4 separate regions of the Mus musculus genome follow, and regions 1, 2 and 3 are each linked to region 4. Evidence: chromatin contacts called from public HiChIP or PLAC-seq data. All regions are on one chromosome and are shown on one strand. Each heading gives the region's core, a stretch centred on a gene start, on an enhancer-like site or on the middle of the called end of the contact. The rest is flanking DNA. Distances are from core to core; before and after follow the strand shown.

Region 1 (2,879 bases), core at 89-2,588, 79 kb after region 4:
AGGTAGACACTTACTGTTCCATATTTAAGTAGTGTAGGCACTGCGGTTATTTTCAGTTTTTGTCTGAAGTCATTATTTGGGTCTTTCCAGCTGTTCCAAAATGAAACAGATAATGAAAAATACTACTTGGTTCATTACAGTTTACTCAACAGTTGACTTATATATAATATACTTGTAACCACTGCTTTTGTTAACCTTTAAACATTTTGAGAACTGTAACTTATGTGTCACTTTCTGCAAAGTTTAAAGTGTGGCTAAGATAAAACAAATGTAAAGTCAATAGAGTTCTGAACTTATTCCAGACCCAATTCATTAATGATGATATGTGGTTGAACATAAACTGTAAATATGAATTCAGTAATTCTAATTGTTTAGCTTATCAGACAATACCTAAAACACAGAGCCTGACCAATTATCTGAGGTCCTTTTTACCCAGCTTTTTAATAATATAGTCCATGTCTGGAGATACGGTATACATGACTTACTAAGGTTTGTCTCCTACTTGGCAGTAGATGAACACACAGTCTTCGGTAACATGCTTCAGCCCCTCTCGAATGACTGGCTCAGCTTTTTAAAAGAGTTAAAAAGTAATTACACATCAACTGCGATAGCCCACGCCCTCCCGTCCCCAGTCTTAGACTTTAACCGGTTGTAAGATAGGATGTTAAAGTCGCGTGTCCTCTGGACTCGTGAATCACTTAAGTCCTAGTCCTGATTGTCTTTAAGACACAATCAGAAAACTCAGCATACATATATGATGACGGAAAGATCAACTCCTGAGTCTGGTCTTTTTTTTTTTTATGAGACACTAATCGTTTGGGGAACTGAGAATTTTAAAGAACCTGGTTCCAAGATCCGAATCCATGATAAAAATGAGGGTCATCCTTGGGTGGGGCAGTAAGGGCCTAACGAGAGACGGGGTACAGCTCAGGCGCTTCTGCGGGTCTGCAGGACCAAGATCCTCATCTCATCCCACTTTCTGACTTCAGCAGGGGCCTTCTTCCTAGCACTGCTGTGGCGCAGCAACCCCCAGTCCTGGTCCCAGCCTCACCTTCCACGCAGTCCGGACACCAGCTCTTCCCTTCGGTATCCTTAGAACCGCTGAAGTAGGCGAAAATGGTCTTGCCCTCATGCTCCTTCACTGCCTTGTCGAACTCCTCGAAGCCCAGCACGCTCACCTCCTCGAAGGTGGCCATGGGTACAACAGTGCGGAGAGGAGCACGGGAGGAGCCCTAGGGTCCTGCGCCCCCAAGGCGGGGCCCAAGTAAGGCGTGGACAAGGTTCCGGGTGGGCGGGGCCGCCGCAGCAGAGTGGTGCTACGGGAGCCTTGAATAGCCATAACTCCTTAGGGCCGTCCTTTTGGTCTGCTGGAGTTTCTTTTTGGCGCCAGTTTCCCTCAGACAACTAGACGCCTGACCTGGTCTGGTCCCCACCCTGGCTTCATGGACAGTGACGGCAAAGCCCGTCGCGGTACAACACCTTGATCCTCAAATGGCTCAGGAAGATCAACGGCTCCCAAACAGCCGCGCGCCTGTTGCCATGACGACTGGGCGAGAGGCCGGAAGCGAGGCCTAGCGTGGGGTCGCCTTACGATCTCTTGGTGGCCGCGCCGCGCCCAAACCAGGTGGGCTTGGGCCGGAGCTGGGGGAATTCTGGGAAACTGCATTAGACAGAGAGACAGTGAGAGACCTCGCCCCAGGCTTGCCTTGCAGCTCCGCCCCTCCTATTACCTTTCTATTTGTCAGACTTTAGGGGGGCCGGGGCCGGGGGCGGCGTCCGGGATCGGGCGGGGGTTTGGAGAGAGCTGGGAGGCAGAAAGGCAGCGAGGACTGGATCCGAGTGTTGTGAGTGCGTGTGCGGGGGAACAGATGCAAAGAGAGCGTGTCTGAGGTTGCATTGGGGAAAGGAATTGTCCAGGAGCTGCGACGCCGGCACGGGGGCCCTTGCCCGGGCTACGCAGGTGTACACTGGCAGCGAAGATGCCGGCTCATTGCATGAGGGCCCGCAGGTTGCGTCGGGGTGTTCGGCCTCTGTGGGCGAGGAGGTGGGGTGCAGGGTTATCCCGAGGCTATGGAGTAAGGCGCCGGGTGAGATCTTCAGTGCGGCGGATGCTCTGTGCAAACATAGGGTGGCTACAGAATGGTCAGCAGCCTTTAGAGAAGAGGACTGCGGAGCCCGCAGTCCCCGCTAGGGTGAACAGGGCCTTTGGGATACCTGGGACTGCAGGCTCGGTTGAGGCAGCAATGGACCCCAGGACAGTGTGGGTGAACGGGACTGTGGGCGAGCCCGAGGTGGTTGGGCCTGCTGGGTCTGTGTGGGTGACTGTATCTGGGGAGGAGGAGCTAGACAATAGGAGCTCTCCAAGCTGTGAGAGAAAAGGTCGTCCAGGAACACTTGGCCATGAGAGCATCCTGGAACTGTGGTTGAAGGTGCAGGCTATGAGGGTAGCGTCGGGATGCTGGGAAGGAAGCAGAGTGGAGCTCCATCCCGTTCCCGTGGGAGAGGGGCCGATCGAGAAGGGTATTCCTGGGCGAGCTTCCTGGGTAGAGACCAGCCGAGGTGGTGTCACCGGACCCTGGGTGAGAGGCAATACTAGGACATTCCCCCAGGCCTCAGGACTGCCCACAGCTAGGGGAATAGGGGCCGGTTGTGAGAGAGTCTCTATCCTTTGTAGGCAGGGACAAGCTGGGAAGACACCACCTCCTGTGGGTGGACCTGAGGTAGTAGAGAAGATAGACTGTGTTTCCTCTGGACCTTGGGAAAAAAGACAAACTGTGGTGGTGCCTGAGGCCATAGGATGGTCTCAGGTCTTGAAAAGGCCCAGAGCTGGAGAAGTGAGGGAATGTGAGGGTACCTCATGTCTCTGTGGGGGAGGGCAG
Region 2 (2,958 bases), core at 447-2,946, 76 kb before region 4:
CAGGTGCATCTCAGCTCACTCACCTGGACAGAAAGAAATGATGTTGTCCTGGAATGAGAGATAGCAGGAAATGTGGATATCAAATCAATGTTCTGCTCCCCACAACCCTGTTTTTGGTTATTATTATTTTAGCAAAGTAACCTTTTCAGTTTTACATTTATTATTAATATTATTATTGTTGTTATTTGTCTCCCTCTCTCTGTCTTCCCTCCCATTCTTTTCCCCTGTGTGTGTGTGTGTGTGTGTGTGTGTGTGTGTGGTTGTGCAGGTCAGAGGACAACTTGTGGCAGTCATGTCTTTCCTTCTGGAGAGGCACTTTTACTTGCTGAGCCACCTTGCCTACCCCAGTCTTTGAATTAAGGTATTCATTAATATTAATACCAGAATTAAGAACATAGATACATGAGCTGGGCAGTGGTGGCGCACGCCTTTAATCTCAGCTCTTGGAGGCAGAGGCAGGTGGATTTCTGAGTTCCAGGCCAGGCTGGTCTACAAAGTGAGTTCCAGGACAGCCAGAGCTACACAGAGAAACCCTGTCTTGAAAAAAAGCAATATATATATATATACATACATGAATGAAAGGTGAGTGTTAATTTCCAATATGTCTTTCAGATTTGAATCCTCAGCTTAAGGGTCTTTTTCTGGCATGCTGAGATGCCAGGGATAAGCAGATACACCCAGCTCATCGCTGCTTTTTCTTCCTTCCTTCCTTCCTTCCTTCCTTCCTTCCCTCATTTCTTTCTCTTTCTTTTAAAGATTTGTTTATGTATTTATTTTATGACTAGGAGTGCTCTGTTTTCTGTTTTCATGCACACCAGAAGGTATGCACTGGATCTCATTGCAGATGGTTGTGAGCCACCATGTGGGTGCTTGGCATTGAACTCGGGACCTCTGGAAGAGCAGTCAGTCCTCTTAACCGCTGAGCCATCTCTCCAGCCCTTCATCAGTGCCTTCACATTGTTATAAATTTTATGCCTTTGTTTCATCGTGTTCACCTTTATGATTGCTTTTTCTGCCACACAGACAGCGCCAATTTCCCATTTCCAGTAGTAATGCAAAGGGTTTTTTTGTTTTGTTTTGTTTTTGTTTTTTTGTTTTTTAAATAAACGTGCTGCCTGTAAAACGAACGTTTGAAGATGGTGTATGGCTATGTTAAACTCATGGCCGTGGCACCGAGTGGCTGGCGTCCTGAAAGCCTAATTTTAACTCAATCCACAACAGTTTGAAGATCACGTAGCAGTGCGATCTTAACCGAGAAAAAGCTCAGTGCTTGGTGAGTTTTACGCCTTGGGAGAAGATACCTGGCCGAAAACCCATTCTTGCCTACCCCTGTCTGGAGCTACCCATGCACCCTGTGTGTCGCTAGGTTTGCAGGTCCTTTGCTCCAGGTTTGGAGCAACGACCACGTGGAACGCAGTGTGTGTATCTCTGTGGTCCCGGGTCATCTACGGCTCAGGACAGCGCCAAGACCGACCCGCTGTGCATCTATGGAGTCAGAGACTCGGGGAACGGGAACCCCGAGTGACCCAATCTCCTGCCCCGTGTTTTGACGTTTTCTCAGCAGGATCAGACTTCGGACCACCTACTTTCTTTGTCTTGTTTGCTCGGGTTACCCTTTAGCACCACTCTCACATTCGCGCTTGCGCAGTCTTCTAACTAGGGCAACGTTGCGTCCGTCCGGTTGCCATAGAGACCGCAGTTTTCTCGGCTGGTTCTCTCAGAACCAGGAGCTCTGGTTGGGGTCAGGAGTGCCCTACAGAAGCTTGTGTTCTTTAATGAACTAAGGTAAGTGAGCCCCGATCCACCTCACCTACCCCTTCTCCCTACCCACGCGGTGTGTCTTTTGTATCAGCGGTTAGCACTGATATCGGTCCCCTCTTCGAGACTATTCACACTTGTTCAAAGTTATATCTCAGAGAGCCACGCTGAGACAGACTCGGGAGAGACCATAGGAGGGGACTGAACTGGAGAGCTCAGGAGTGTCTGAGGGGGTTACATGGGGCCTGATGCTTAGCCTAGTCAAGATCTGAATCCATCCTTGGTTGTGACGGCTTCAGAGGCCCCTAGGGTAAATACTAGGGTTATAGAGTCCAGAGCGGGAGGCTTTCAGAGTTCAGCTTTGCCTATGGAAGACAGATGTGATGTCGTTCAGAGCCAGGGGATCATATTTTTTTTCCCCCGCAACTGTCTCCAGAGGCTGCCTTACCCCCTGTTCCTTGTCTTTATCCTGTAGTCACAATGCCCAGATGTTGGCTTACAGACGTCACATCTGTTCATTTCTTATACAACATGTCTGGGTTCATGTATTTGAAAGAATACTGCTTGTCTTAGGGTTTCTATTGCTGTGACAAAACAACATGATCAAAAAGCAAGTTGGAGAGGAAAGGGCATATTTGTCTTACATGTTCATATTGCTTGTTTATCATTGAAGGAAGTCAGGATAGGAACTCAAAACAGGGCAAGAATCTAGAGGCAGGAGCTAATGCAGAGGGCATGAAGGGCATGCTAACTGGTTTGTTCATCATGGCTCGCTCAGCCTGCCTGCCTTCCTTCCTTCCTTCCTTCCTTCCTTCCTTCCTTCCTTCCCTTCTTTCTCTTTTTTCTTTCTTTCCTTCCTTTCTTCCTTGTCTTTTCTTCCTTTCTTTCTTTTCTTCCTTTCTTTCTTTCCTTCCTTCCTTCCTTCCTTCCTTCCTTCCTTCCTTCCTTCCTTCCTTCCTTGTCTTTCGTTCTCTCTCCCTCTCTCCCTCTCTCCCTCTCTCCCTCTCTCCCTCTCTCCCTCCCTCCCTCCCTCCCTCCCTCCCTCCCTCCCTCCCTCCCTCTCTCTCCTTTTTTCTTCTCCAAGGCAGGGTGTCTTTGTGTAGCCCTGGCTTTCCTGGAACTCACTCTGTAGATTAGGCTGGTCTCAAATTTTCAGAGATCCACTTGCCTCTGCCTTCCTAGTTCTGGGATTAAAGGCAC
Region 3 (2,977 bases), core at 12-2,511, 130 kb before region 4:
TGAGCCACCTCCCATAGCCCAGGCCCAGAGAAATCGAGTTAGGAAAGCCTTTTAGCACAATGAATGAGATGGTTTTTTCTTTATTTTAAATGTTTACAACATCTATCATATTGTTATCCTGAGCAACAATTGCCTCCATCCCTCCTTCTTTGGTGATGTTTGGGGTTTCTAGGCTGGGAAAGGGGACTTTCTGGAATAAGAGGAGTGCTGGAGAAAAAAAGAGGTTTGAAGGTTGTCAGGTGGATCGAGGTTCTTGACTGAGCTTGGGGAAGAGGGGGGCAGCAGTGCACATCCTAGTTTTTGATCCCAAAGTTGCTCATAGCAAGATTTTGGGATTTGGGTCCCAACCTTCCTGTTCATCTTTAACACACACACACACACACACACACACACACACACACACACACACACACAGAGAGCAGGCCTAGGAGGATAGGAGGGGCATTTTACCATCTACATAACTCTTCCTGATCTCAGAACTGGTGCAAGAAATCCCAGGCAAAAGTGTCACAGGTGGGGGGCTGAAGTGTGGGCTTAGCAGTTTAGGGCACTTTTTGCTCTTTCAGAGAAACCCCAGAACTCGGCTCCCAGCACACACATGATGGCTCACAACTATTGGAAACTCCAGTTCTAGAGGATCCTGACACCACTTTGTGATTTATGTGGGCACCACACATGCTGTGTAGATACAGACAAGCAGGCTCACACACATAAAGTCAAATAAATATTTTTTTAAAAAGTCTCACAAGTGAGTATTTGCGAACTGGATGGTACCGGTGGTGACCGGAGATGCATACAAAGGTGAGTCAGAGCGGTTATGGTGTGTGTGTGTGTGTGTGTGTACAGTTGCTGCGGTTCCCTGAACAGGGGGGAGAGTCCAACCAAAGTGGACCTACAGGGAAATGTATAACTCTTTTAGTTGTTGTTCCTAGAGTAATGTCCTTTCGAGTGTCTTCTTCCCAGATCTTTCACCGGGTCGCACACCACTCCCTGGGGTCAAGCGTGTATGGGACTCCTTACTCCCCCAGGGATCCACATCCCTGCAAAGCAGAGAAGGAGAACTTTTCACTAAGTGCCTCCGGGGCCAGGCATCCCGCACCGACCCGGCCAGTCCCCAGGGGCGGGGTGTCCTGGAATGGGCTGTCCCGCCCCCTCGGCCCCGCCTCCTCACTCAGCGCCCAGTCCTGGGGCTCTAGGGGTCTGCCCCGCCCTGCTCCCGCCCCCTCCGGCCGCCCCTCGGGCTCAGCCAGCCGCGGCCCGCCAGTCGTCCCAAGGAGCTGCGGATCTCTCAACGTCTCCCGCGTTCTGCCCGCTGTCCGATCGGTGTGCCCCACTCGGCCATGGAGCCGTCCCCCGACGCCGAGGAGGCGCACACAGTGCGCGAGGCGCTGGGCCGCTACGAGGCGGCGCTGGAGGGTGCGGTGCGTGCGCTGCACGAGGACATGCAGGGGCTGCAGCGCGGCGTGGAGCGGCGCGTGGCAGAGGCGCTGCGCCTGGCCGGCCCCTTGGCTCGTACTGTGGCCGAGCTGCAGCGGGACAACCAGCGGCTGCAGGCACAGCTCGAACGCTTGACGCGCCAGGTGGAGGCGCTGGGCTTGGCGACTGGAGTGTCCCCTGCACCCGGCACGCCCAGTCCCCCTCCGGCGGCCACAGTTACCGACCGCGCCCCCCGCTTGGGCACTGCACGCTTCTCCAGTCATGCCACCTTTTCGCTGTCCGGTCGAAGCCCGGTGAGCCCCGGGGGTGCGGCGCGAGGGATGTGAGCGACTAGGAGCGTGCCTGGGGTGTAGGGTTGGGAAATTGGTGCCGCCCATCAGCTCTGAGTGCGTGCGCTGGCGAGCGTCCTCTAGTAAGAGAGCTATACCTCCACCTGCCGCTGGGACTTGGTAGCCGGGATTACATTTAAGCTCTCCAGAGCTGGAAAGGACAGGAGAAACATTGTTTTAGTAGGCCTGCTGCACCTGCTTTGCACTTCTTTCTTGGATCCGGGTGGTGTTTTTGCCTTGAGATCTGCCCTCTCCCATCTGACCCATGAATTTTAAGAGTTTGGACGCCAAGGTTCAGTCTTTGATAGTTCACTGTCGTCTGGGTCCTCACCTGCAAGTTGGAATGGTCAGCGTCCTCTACCTGCCCCCTACAACGTTTTTGTTCACGCGCACTGTGTTGCTGCTTCACTGAGGCCTGACCGTTCCGGTTGTAGATTAACCCCGACTGAGTTGCCTCTGTGTGTGTGTGTGTGTGTGTGTGCGCGCGCGCGCGCGCGCGCGCATGTGAGCGCACTCTGGTCTGGACTGATCAGTAACTGTTTGGGAACTCATGTTGCAGAGGGCAGACCCTTTACTGGAAACGGAGAGGGGGAACGGGCCTTTAGCTGTGTCTAGATTTCTGGGCAGAAGCTGGTGTGGACCAGTTTTACCACTTGGTCACGACCTCCTGGAGTGACAGAGCCTGGTTAGACTGTTTCTATGGTGTGTGCAGTGGCCCTTAGGTGGGATTTTCCATCCTGACCCGGAATTTGCTGGCGGGGTGGGGGGGTGGTGGGGGGGGAGGGAAGTGGGGGATGGGGGAGAGGAGTGGGAGGGGTTGGAGGAGTGGGAGGGGTGGGAGGTGCTTTTCAAGGGCCAGGGTCTTAGTACACTGCCTCTGCCCCCTGCCTTGGTGTATTCCCAAGGCCCTTAGCTCTACTGTGGGCCTCAGCAGGAGGACATCAGATAAGTCCTTGCCCCTGGAGGTCTCAGCCTGGGTGGAGGTGACCCCAGACTTGAACAGTGGCAACAGGTGAGCAGAGACGCCTTGCTCCAGACTCTGCTCCTTTTGCATTGGGGATTTGAGGAGGGTGTGCTGTGCTTGTTGCAAATGGCAGCACGATGCATGCTGCCTGGAGTGGCCAAAAGTGCTCACCAGCCAGGGTGCAGCCTTCAGGTGGACAAGGGAGGCTTGAGTTGTGAAGGCCCTCCAAGTTAGGCAGAGGAACTGG
Region 4 (2,858 bases), core at 29-2,528:
ATGTAACCATTCACTTTCCCCATGAATAAAGCAGTTTGGACCAGTTAGGACTGACTCCTTCAGCAAGGATCACCAGGGGGCAGGGTGTCATTGTAAAGAGCTGCTCCTAAATAGTAGGCTTGCCTTCCAGTCCCTCCATACTTTTGGCACTTACCAAGCCAGATTCCTCCCAGTCCTGGACTTAGCGTGAGCCTCGGACCCCCCTTTGTGTGTGTGTTGCTAATTTCCTTTTTTTCTTTTTAAAATTATTATTTAATCTTTTTTTTTTTACAGTCCAGTTGTTATCCCCCTCCCAGTCCAGACTGTAAGATTTCAAACCTCTCTCCCACCCCACCCCCTTCCCCATCTCCAAGACAAAGTCCCCACCCTACCACCTCCACCCCACCCGACCACCCTGCTCCCTGGGGCCTCAAGTCTCTCAAGGGTTAGGTGTGTCTTCTCTCACTGAGGCCAGACCTGGCAGTCCTCTGCTGTATATGTGTCAGGGGCCTCATATCAGCGGGTGTATGCTGCCTCATTGGTGGCTCAGTGTCTGAGAGATCTGGAGGTCCGGGTTGGGGTTGCTGGTTGGGGTTGTCCTCCTCCTCAGTTTCTTCCAGCTTTTCCCTAATTCAACCACAGGGTTTCCCCAGACCCTTGTTCTTAAGGCCTCATAGTCCCCAGAGTAGTTGGGGTACACCAGAGTTTGAGAACCAGAGCATCCATCCCAGCCCCCACTGTTTCTCACCCAGGAAAACCCTGGCTGGGACCCCCTTTTTTATTTTTAAAGATTTATTTATTTTACTCATATGAGTACATTTTAGCTGTCTTCAGACACACCAGAAGAGGACATTGCAGATGGCTGTGAGCCACCGTATGGTTGTTGGGTATTGAACTCAGGACCTCTGGAAGAGCAGTCAGAGCTCTTAACCACTGAGCCATCACTCCAGCCGGGGACCCCCTTTCTTGGACTGTGTTCTGCCTTCTCTGAGCAGCATTCTGGGAAGCATCTTGGCATCCCAGTGGCGAGACAGAAACGTTGACTGACACTCCTTCTTTTGGCTATCAGACTATTAACAGTGGACCACAAAGAATGAAAAATTCCTCCTGAACCACAGGCGGGGTGGGGCAGTGGGAGGAAAAGACAGAGATGCCAAAGCCAGCAGGAGAAAGAGCTCATCTTCCAGGAAGAGATGACACATAGTTCTGAAAACTTGTTGGACCCCCTAGAAGGAGAGATTGGAGCAGAGACAAAGATAGTGGTAGAGACAAGAACCACACCTTGATTGTCTCTGTTAGTTATGTATACCTTGCTCGAATTTGCATAAGCCTCAGGTCAGAATCACCAAGACAAGGCCACTGGGTCCCTTTGTTATTCTTCCCGATGTGGACACATTGAACAAACTTTCTTCCTCTGCTCTTTACTGGTAATCATGCTTAGCCGGAAATATGGGGACAGTGGCTGAGCATAGCTTGTTGGGACCAGCAGAGCCTAGAATTTCACCTTCGAATTGATTTTACCAGGAAAATTGGGTCAGAATTCAGAAAGGCCAAGACTGGCATCTTGAGCCTCTTCCTCATCAGTTGGACAAGTTCCTTAGTTCTGTGACCTTTGCTGCTCACTCTTGTCTTTCTCCAGATACCTGTGACTACCAAGAACAATAAAACAACCCGAGGAACTCCTCTGCCTCCAGAGAAGCTGGTGATGAGAAAGACAGAGGCAGACATCAGAGGGACATCCATGAGGACAGGGATCTGTGACAGGGGGGATGGGAAGGGCAACCAGAAGTGAGCATGCAGCCTTTGTTGTCATTTGTTTCTGGTTGCTTTTCACTTATAACCTCATTTTTTTCTTTCAAGACTTTACTTCTTATAGAACGCCTTTCTCCAGCTGTATCCCTCCCTTCCCTGTCAAAACCCAAACTGGGTTTCAAGAGCGAATCCTTGGCTGTCCCTCATCTGGGACCCACGTCTTTTTATCTTTGTACTTTTGGTCTGGTGTCTTGAGAGTAAATTTGTTCCAACTTGAGATCTGAACGTTCCCCCTTTTGGCCTGTGTTTGAAGGCTTTGTCCCTAGCTCAGGGTACTGAGAGATAGTGGAACCTTTAGGATATAAGGCCTAATAGAGAGAGTTGGGTCATTTGGGGTGTGCCCTTCAGGGAAGAATTGGAACCCTGGCTCCTTCTTGTCTCCACCATGAAGTGAACAGTCCTCCTCAGCCACGTGCTACCACAGCCCAAGCAAAGGTACCACAGGACTATTTCAGGGGACTGAAACCCCTGAAAATCTGAGCCAGAATGAACGTTTGCTACTGCAGAAAGCTGACTAACGCCGAGCCCTTTCTGGTCTACCACCTGCATCTCTGAAGGGACCCATGTGCCTTGGGTCTGGAAGGCAGTGACTTAACTGTGGTTTGCAGTAGCGGCAGTCACATGTTGGCTGACCTGAATGGATGTGGATGGTTGTGTGTTTGAGATAATTAAACAGTATGCTAGGAATCTCCTCCACCCATACAACAGCCTTGAATGCAAGCGTTCTCAAAGCGGCAACAAGAGCCATTTTCTTTTGACGTTTTATTTTAAAAAGAAAACTTATAATTATGAAAGTATGCATGACTGCATGTTCTTTTTTAAGAATGGGGAATGTTACAGATAAAACGAAATTTCTTTCTGCCCACCATGCCTGCTTCTGAGCCATGACTATTTTTAGCTAGAGTGTGGATGCAGGCATAATATCGTCACACAAAACCCCATAACCATTCCTGCCTGCTGCAACTTGAAGCCCGGCTGGGGGCTTGTATTGCCACCGACCCTCTCCAATCCAGTCCCATAAAAACGCTGTAGAATCACTCCGTTGCTGACTTATAATTCCTTTCTAG

Evidence for each region. HiChIP or PLAC-seq counts read pairs in DNA pulled down with a chosen protein or histone mark.
Region 1: an H3K27ac HiChIP or PLAC-seq map of embryonic stem cells shows a contact between it and region 4, with 8 times the contacts expected there. The contact joins the promoter of 4933427D14Rik here to the enhancer-like site in region 4. A contact is called at or near these places in 5 of 39 promoter capture datasets (cranial neural crest, embryonic stem cells, liver and 2 more), 1 of 484 Hi-C or Micro-C datasets (extraembryonic endoderm stem cells), 7 of 115 datasets of contacts at active chromatin or transcription factors (the SCID.adh cell line, bone marrow-derived macrophages, embryonic stem cells and 1 more) and 3 of 9 other capture datasets (adipose tissue, liver and pancreatic islet).
Region 2: an H3K27ac HiChIP or PLAC-seq map of embryonic stem cells shows a contact between it and region 4, with 5 read pairs. The contact joins the promoter of Tekt1 here to the enhancer-like site in region 4. A contact is called at or near these places in 9 of 39 promoter capture datasets (the 3T3-L1 cell line, 3T3-L1-derived adipocytes, hematopoietic stem and progenitor cells and 5 more), 1 of 115 datasets of contacts at active chromatin or transcription factors (embryonic stem cells) and 3 of 9 other capture datasets (adipose tissue, liver and pancreatic islet).
Region 3: a contact with region 4 is called in an H3K27ac HiChIP or PLAC-seq map of embryonic stem cells, with 8 read pairs. The contact joins the promoter of Smtnl2 here to the enhancer-like site in region 4. A contact is called at or near these places in 10 of 39 promoter capture datasets (the 3T3-L1 cell line, cranial neural crest, hematopoietic stem and progenitor cells and 6 more), 1 of 15 datasets of contacts at CTCF or cohesin (embryonic stem cells), 3 of 484 Hi-C or Micro-C datasets (bone marrow-derived macrophages, embryonic stem cells and myocytes), 5 of 115 datasets of contacts at active chromatin or transcription factors (embryonic stem cells and stem cell-derived neural progenitor cells) and 1 of 9 other capture datasets (adipose tissue).

Annotation. Positions count from the first base shown.
Region 1 is chr11:72,205,941-72,208,819 of GRCm38.p6, reverse strand. 4933427D14Rik (RIKEN cDNA 4933427D14 gene) reads left to right here and starts at 1,338. Exons shown (of 19, transcript NM_001361564.1): 1 at 1,338-1,624. It overlaps Txndc17 (thioredoxin domain containing 17), which reads right to left and starts at 1,266. Exons shown (of 4, transcript NM_026559.3): 1 at 1,052-1,266; 2 at 486-567; 3 at 15-90. The coding sequence starts at 1,196.
Region 2 is chr11:72,360,620-72,363,577 of GRCm38.p6, reverse strand. Tekt1 (tektin 1) reads left to right here and starts at 1,696. Exons shown (of 8, transcript NM_011569.3): 1 at 1,696-1,785. It overlaps Gm34317 (a long non-coding RNA gene), which reads right to left and starts at 1,664. Exons shown (of 7, transcript XR_003949575.1): 1 at 1,587-1,664; 2 at 24-48.
Region 3 is chr11:72,409,997-72,412,973 of GRCm38.p6, reverse strand. Smtnl2 (smoothelin-like 2) reads left to right here and starts at 1,261. Exons shown (of 8, transcript NM_177776.3): 1 at 1,261-1,730. The coding sequence starts at 1,341.
Region 4 is chr11:72,284,516-72,287,373 of GRCm38.p6, reverse strand. No RefSeq gene overlaps it. Among named protein-coding and RNA genes, the nearest start is that of Xaf1, 16 kb to the left of the region's middle. Within about 2 kb of position 1,278, at least 15 of the 459 cell types and tissues checked have an H3K27ac peak or open chromatin away from gene starts, as enhancers often do. A contact at or near this core is called in embryonic stem cells and extraembryonic endoderm stem cells, where this site is marked.